2 separate regions of the Mus musculus genome follow, and region 1 is linked to region 2. A link is a contact called in public HiChIP or PLAC-seq data. All regions are on one chromosome and are shown on one strand. Each heading gives the region's core, a stretch centred on a gene start, on an enhancer-like site or on the middle of the called end of the contact. The rest is flanking DNA. Distances are from core to core; before and after follow the strand shown.

Evidence for each region. HiChIP or PLAC-seq counts read pairs in DNA pulled down with a chosen protein or histone mark.
Region 1: an H3K4me3 HiChIP or PLAC-seq map of bone marrow-derived macrophages shows a contact between it and region 2, with 3 times the contacts expected there. The contact joins the promoter of B430306N03Rik here to the enhancer-like site in region 2. A contact is called at or near these places in 3 of 115 datasets of contacts at active chromatin or transcription factors (T-cell acute lymphoblastic leukemia, bone marrow-derived macrophages and large pre-B cells) and 1 of 9 other capture datasets (embryonic stem cells).

The regions. Positions count from the first base shown.
Region 1 is chr17:48,314,629-48,317,685 of GRCm38.p6, forward strand. It overlaps B430306N03Rik (RIKEN cDNA B430306N03 gene), which reads left to right and starts at 1,534. Exons shown (of 6, transcript NM_177083.4): 1 at 1,534-1,857; 2 at 2,103-2,414. The coding sequence starts at 1,800.
Region 2 is chr17:47,801,277-47,804,061 of GRCm38.p6, forward strand. No RefSeq gene overlaps it. Among named protein-coding and RNA genes, the nearest start is that of Tfeb, 17 kb to the left of the region's middle. Within about 2 kb of position 1,490, at least 15 of the 459 cell types and tissues checked have an H3K27ac peak or open chromatin away from gene starts, as enhancers often do. A contact at or near this core is called in bone marrow-derived macrophages, where this site is marked.

The sequences.
Region 1 (3,057 bases), core at 284-2,783, 510 kb after region 2:
GTCTGCCCTCAGCATCCTCGGACTTCCTGCTTCATGTTGGGAGTGGTGAGGAGTCACCTAGCTAGCCCTTCAGCTGCAGAATGTCAACCTGCCAAGGCCCAACTCACCCCTAGACACCTTGTCTTGCCACTGGCTGATTGATTCTGGTATCTAAAGGCTTGGCATCCCTTTGCCAACTTGATTAAAGACTTTCCCACTTCTCAGGCCTCCTCCCAGGGTGACCTGCACTTCCCCAGTGCCTGCACAACGCTCATTCCTCTGTCCCGTTCTTCCGCAGAGCCTTTCACAAGTCCTGTGCCCATCGGCTTCAGCCCTTGCTCCCTGGCATCCTACCTGAAACCCTGCATTTCCATTTAAAGGTTCCCCACTATTACAGGTTTTTACATTTTATTTTTATTTATTTGTTTATTTGAGACAGGGCCTCTGTTGTGCTCACCTTGTCCGGCAAGGAAAAACACAACACGGTCGGATTCCTCTCAACAGCTTTATTGCAGGAACGCCTCAATGCTAAGGGAACCCCGGGAACCCAGGGAGGACTGCTTATATACACCCCAGCACTGGGGAGGGCTATGTGTCCTCCTGGGATTGGTCAGTCTGCCGGCACTTTAATTTGCATGCACCCGCTTGGGAGGGGTTGGCGCCAGATTCGGGCTAGCGCCTGCGCAGTAGTGTTGTTTATGGTGAGGGTGTACCGGAGACCGGCGCCATCTTTTAGGGTTAGGCCGGCTGCCTACAGGCCTCATGTAGCCCTGATTGAACTTGCTACGTAGCCAAGGATAAACATGACCTCTCCATCCTCCTGCCTCTGCCTCCTAAGTTCTAGGATGATAGTCAGGCACCATCATGCCTGGTTTTCTCCTTACTTATCTGATAACTGGGAACAGCCTGTAGCTATTGATATTTCATAGTGCATGCACTGACATGCATATTTATTTACTTTAAGTTTTTTTTTTTCTGTGTGGAATCGAGCACACTGCTGTTGGGAATTGAGTCTCACATTTTAGCCTGTGGGTCATGGTTCTCAGTCTGGGTAGCACGTGTCCTTACCTGCTGAAGCATCTCACTGTCCTGTGACAACTATTTTTAAAATGTTTAATGAATACATCAAATTCTTAGCAGTGAATGTGGCATGTTGGGAAACTGGGTGTGTGGGGTAACATAGGGCCTGGGGCTCCCCTTTCCCTTCCCCCATTCTGAAGTCTTCCTTCATGCCCAGCTTTCCCATCCCCCACCCTGACCAGGCTCCTGCCCACTCCCTTGCTCCTCCATTCCTGAGAATAAATGCCCATCTCCTTTCCTCTCATGGCCTCTGCTCCACATGTGACAGGTGGGCTGGTAGGAGGGTCTAACCTGAGGGCAAGCAGGGCTTAGAGTTCTAGCCAGGTCTCCAAAGGGCCTCTGACTCTGTCACCTGCCTTCTGTGGGTGCATCTTGGGTGGAGAACAGAGACTTTAAGCTAAAGAGGAAGTGGCGGAACTGGCCGGGGAGGAGAAATGAGAATTCTCTTACTTCACTTTCCTCCTGGGTGTTCTCAGCTCTCCTCAGGCCTGGCCTTGTGAGGCAGGAGATCAGAGTCTCTGAGAGCTTTCATCTAGTTCAGAGCAGGGCTGTAGCTGGAGGATCCACAGGACTGCACAGGCCTTGCCCAGCTTCTCTCTCATCCACAGAGGTCTCTGCCTTCCTTAGCAGCTCCTGCAGAACTGGCTGTGGTGGCTCCTGAATCCTGCCCAGGGTTGCTCTTCTCTCTTCAGAGCGCCCCTCCTTTCTTGCTCAACATCACAGCTCAGGAGGACTCAGTGATGGCCTGGGAGCCCACATACCTGCTCTCCCCAGTGCTGCTGCTGCTCCTGGCCTCAGGTGAGGACAGGGACAAGGACAGAGGGAAAAAACCAGGTTGAAGAGAGGGCAGGGGACAGGAGGTGTGCACAATGGGGCTCTGTGCTTGTGAGGGCAGAGTACATGGGGGGCTGTGGCCAGCCGCTGCCTGCAACAAGTTCTGAGCATAGACACACAGAGGGTCTCTCTCTCCCTGAGAAGGGAACCCATCTCCTCCTGCTGCTGCAGAGGATGGGGGCTCTCTGACATGAAACATTTATTCCCAGGCTCCTGGACACAGAAACCAGAGTTACTTCGAGCACAGGAGGGTGAGACTGTTTCTTTGACATGCTGGTATGATTCGCTCTACCACTCCGATGAGAAGATCTGGTGTAAGCAAATAGACAACTTGTGTTACCTCTTCGTCAGCAAAAGTGCCGAGAAGCCAAGATTCCTCATCCAGCAGTCTTCTCGCTTCAACTTCTTCACTGTCACCATGACTAAGCTCAAGATGAGTGACTCGGGCATCTATCACTGTGGGATCGCTGTAAATACCAGGATAATTTATCTCAGAAGTATTCACCTGGTGGTGTCAAAAGGTGAGCTTCCCCTTCCATGTGGCTCTCGGCCTTCCTGAGTTGCAAGGCTCCAGAGTTGGAGAGGACTCAAGAAACAGCTTCCTCTAGTAGAGACGTTCTCAACCTGTGGGTCAAGAGCCCTACAGGGGTCTCATATCAGATATTTACATTATGATTCATAATAGTTACAAAATTACAGTTACAGAGTAGCAACAAAATACTTTTGTGATTAGGGGTCACCTCAGCATGAGGAACTGTCTTAGTGTCACAGCATTAGGAAGACTGAAAAATCACTGCTCTAGTTGCTGAAAACTGGCGTAGAGAAGAATGGCCCCTCCCCTAAGGCCACCAGCCGCTTAAAGCCAGTGGCCAGCTGAACCCCAAGCTTGCTGGCCTCTGGCTGGTTCTTACTGGTTTCTCTGAACACTTTTGCCTCGTTGCTGCTAACAGAAATCTATTTCTTTGGCTGGATCTCAGAGTTCCCCCATGCATTCACAGCCTTCCATTCCTGAACACCCGTTGCCTGTAATCCCATCAGAAACCCTCTCTCCAGGGGCGGTGGAGAGATCTCATAGCCAGTGGGCAGGGCACTGAGAGATGTGGACTCAGAGGAGACAGGTAGAAAGTGAGGCCGACTTGAGGCTTCGTCGGGGAGGCTGGCAGA
Region 2 (2,785 bases), core at 240-2,739:
TAAAATTCATTTCTGGTTCTGTTTTGAGAGAGGATCTCCTATATTCTAGGCTGACCTCCAAAGTGGCTCGGAAGGCAAAGATGACCTCAAATTTCTCTCTCTCTCTCTCTCTCTCTCTCTCTCCTCTCTCTCGTGGGTGTGGGTGTGGGTGTGTATTTCCATCTGGGGTGTGTGGTCATGTGTGCATGCCAATGTGTGGATTGCCTGTGTGCACGTGTGGAGACCTGAAGCTGATGGCGCGTGTCTTTTTGTGTCTTTTTTTTTTTTTTTATTGTTCTTCACTTTCTTGACATAGTCTCTCAGTGGAAGCCAGAGTCAGACACTTGCTAGACAGACTAGCCGGCTTGACCTGGGCATCCCGCTCCCTGCTGCACCTGCCCAGCTCCTGTGTATACCCATGGGTTCCAAAGCCTGGTCCTGAGGCTTGTTTGACCCAGTGAGTCATTTTGCGCTGGGCAAGCATTTCTCCAACTGTACTGTATCCCCACCCCTCTTCTTGTCTTTTCCCGCTGGCCCCAGATTTAACCATCCTTCTGTTGTGGCTTCTTAACAGCGACCCTCGCCACCCCTTCCCCTGCTACTCAGCCCAGACCTGGTGGTTGGGTACAGAGCAGTCCCGATGGCCATCCTTCTTGGTGTCAGGAGGCAGTAGGCAGGGCAGCCAGAGGCATGCTGGATGGCCAGGCCTCCAGCTTGTTCAAAGACACTTGGAGGCATGTGTCACACACTGTGGCTTTTCCTCTTCTTGCTCAGTCCCCAGACAGGAGTAGAACCTGTCATCACACCAACACAAAACCCTACATCCATTGGCAGTCACTGCCTTCAACTCCCCTCCTATAAACCCTGGGCAGCTTCTGCTTCCAGTGTCTCAGGGGTGACTTGTGTAATGGATAGGACTCTGGTCTTCCCTGCACCCTGAGGTCCTCCCTCCCTTTCCTCAACCTCCCTACTCCGTGGCAGAGTTTGAAGTCCATTGAGGATGGTGTCTGCTGGATGTGACAAAGGCAAATCACGGGCCACTGGGCTTCATCTGCTCACACCCCCCTTGGCCTTCTCTGTCTGCCAGAAGCCATTTGGAGTCATCCAGGCTCCAGCATCCTGGCCTGGCCTGCAGCCCTTCAGTTCTGTGTGGCTGGAGTGACTTTTCTTTGCTAGCTGACTGCCTTGTGCTCACTGGGTGAAGCCCACATACCTCCAGGTCAGAGAGAGGCCTTTTCAGTTCCTCACAACCAGCAGCCTCAGCTTTGACTGCATCCCCATACCCTCCCAATAGCTCAGCCTGACCTGACTCTATCCAGTCATTGTTTCATTTCTGTTTGTTTATTTGTTTGTTTGTTGAGATGATCTCACACAGCCCAGTCTGGCCTTAAACTCAATTATGTAGCAGAGGATGTTTTTGAACTCCTGATCTTCCTGCTTCCATGTCCCATGTGCTCATTGCATATGTGGAGCAAGCTCCCCACCCCCACCCCCTTTCTGAAGTTCTGGGGATTGAACCCACAGCTTCCTGAATACTGGTTGAACACTGAATCAGCAGAGCTGCCCGGCCTGTGGAGTTTCCTCTTAACTCCCAATTTCCTGAGCCAAATGTCAGCTGTCTCAGGTCCAACGGTCTTTGCAGCCCAGAAAAATCACTTTTGAGCACTTTCGGAAGGCAGGCTGGGACCTCCAGCCAGAGCTACAGGAATAATTGACAAGCCACGCCCCCTGCGTTTCCTAAATGGCCCCAGAGTAAACCACTAAGTGCAGGGATCCCTGGGAATAGAAGCCCATCAGAGGCTGGGACTGAGCAGAGGATCGTGATTGTCACGGGCCTCTGGTACCCTCCCTCCCCCACCCACAGGAAGCGGTCCCACTGAGGGAGGAGAAGCAGAGAGATGTGGCTTGAGGGAGAGATGAAATGAAGAATAGATAGAATTGTTCCCATTTGACAACTTTTTCTAATTAGGGAGCAATTATATCTTCGGGTACCTAACTGGGGTCCTGGTAGATTCTCTAGGTTGCTAAGTAATTAGTGACCAGTAGTCCTGGCAGGGGGAAGGCAGGGAAGGGTATATTGTCTCAACGCTTTGGTTTGCTCTGCCTGTGATGTGGGGGTGGGGGTTGTAGCTTTCTCCAGGGAACAGGCAGGTAAACAGGGCTGTTTTGCTTTCTCCCTGTCCCTGAGTTCTGAGCTGGGAGCTCGTTGTTTCTTTGTAGCCAGCAATCAACACTGTGAGGGTGTAGGGACATCTGGGCTAGTGTCTCTTTAGCACCCATGTGTTCACTCAGCTTCCAGGAAGACAGTCACTTTCAGTTTGGAAATTGTTCTAGGAAGTTCATTTGTACATGTATACACACACACACACACACACACACACCGTGGCAGAAAGATTTAATGATATCATTATCCCTACTTTATAAGCAAGAAAAGTGACATACAGAGTAATGTAAATATAAGGATTTGCCCTACAATTATCAAGGTTGTGATTGAAGGTACTGGAGAGATGGCTCTGTGGTTCAGAGTACTTGCTGTAAAAGGACCAGGGTTCACTCCCCAGCACCCACAACCATCTGTAACTCAAGTCACAGGTCTGCTGCCCTCTTCTGACTTCTTTGGGTTCTGCAGCCTGTGATGCACGTATTCCCGCACAGACAAAACACACAGAGAAAAGATTTTCTTAAAATGTGCTCGAAGAGTTTCAAGAAATGATCTATTTATTTTTATTTTGTGTGTGAGCGCTTCCAGTTTCCTGCCCTGTGGAGAGGTGAGCAAGTGGCCAATATAAACTCCCACCCTGAGGAG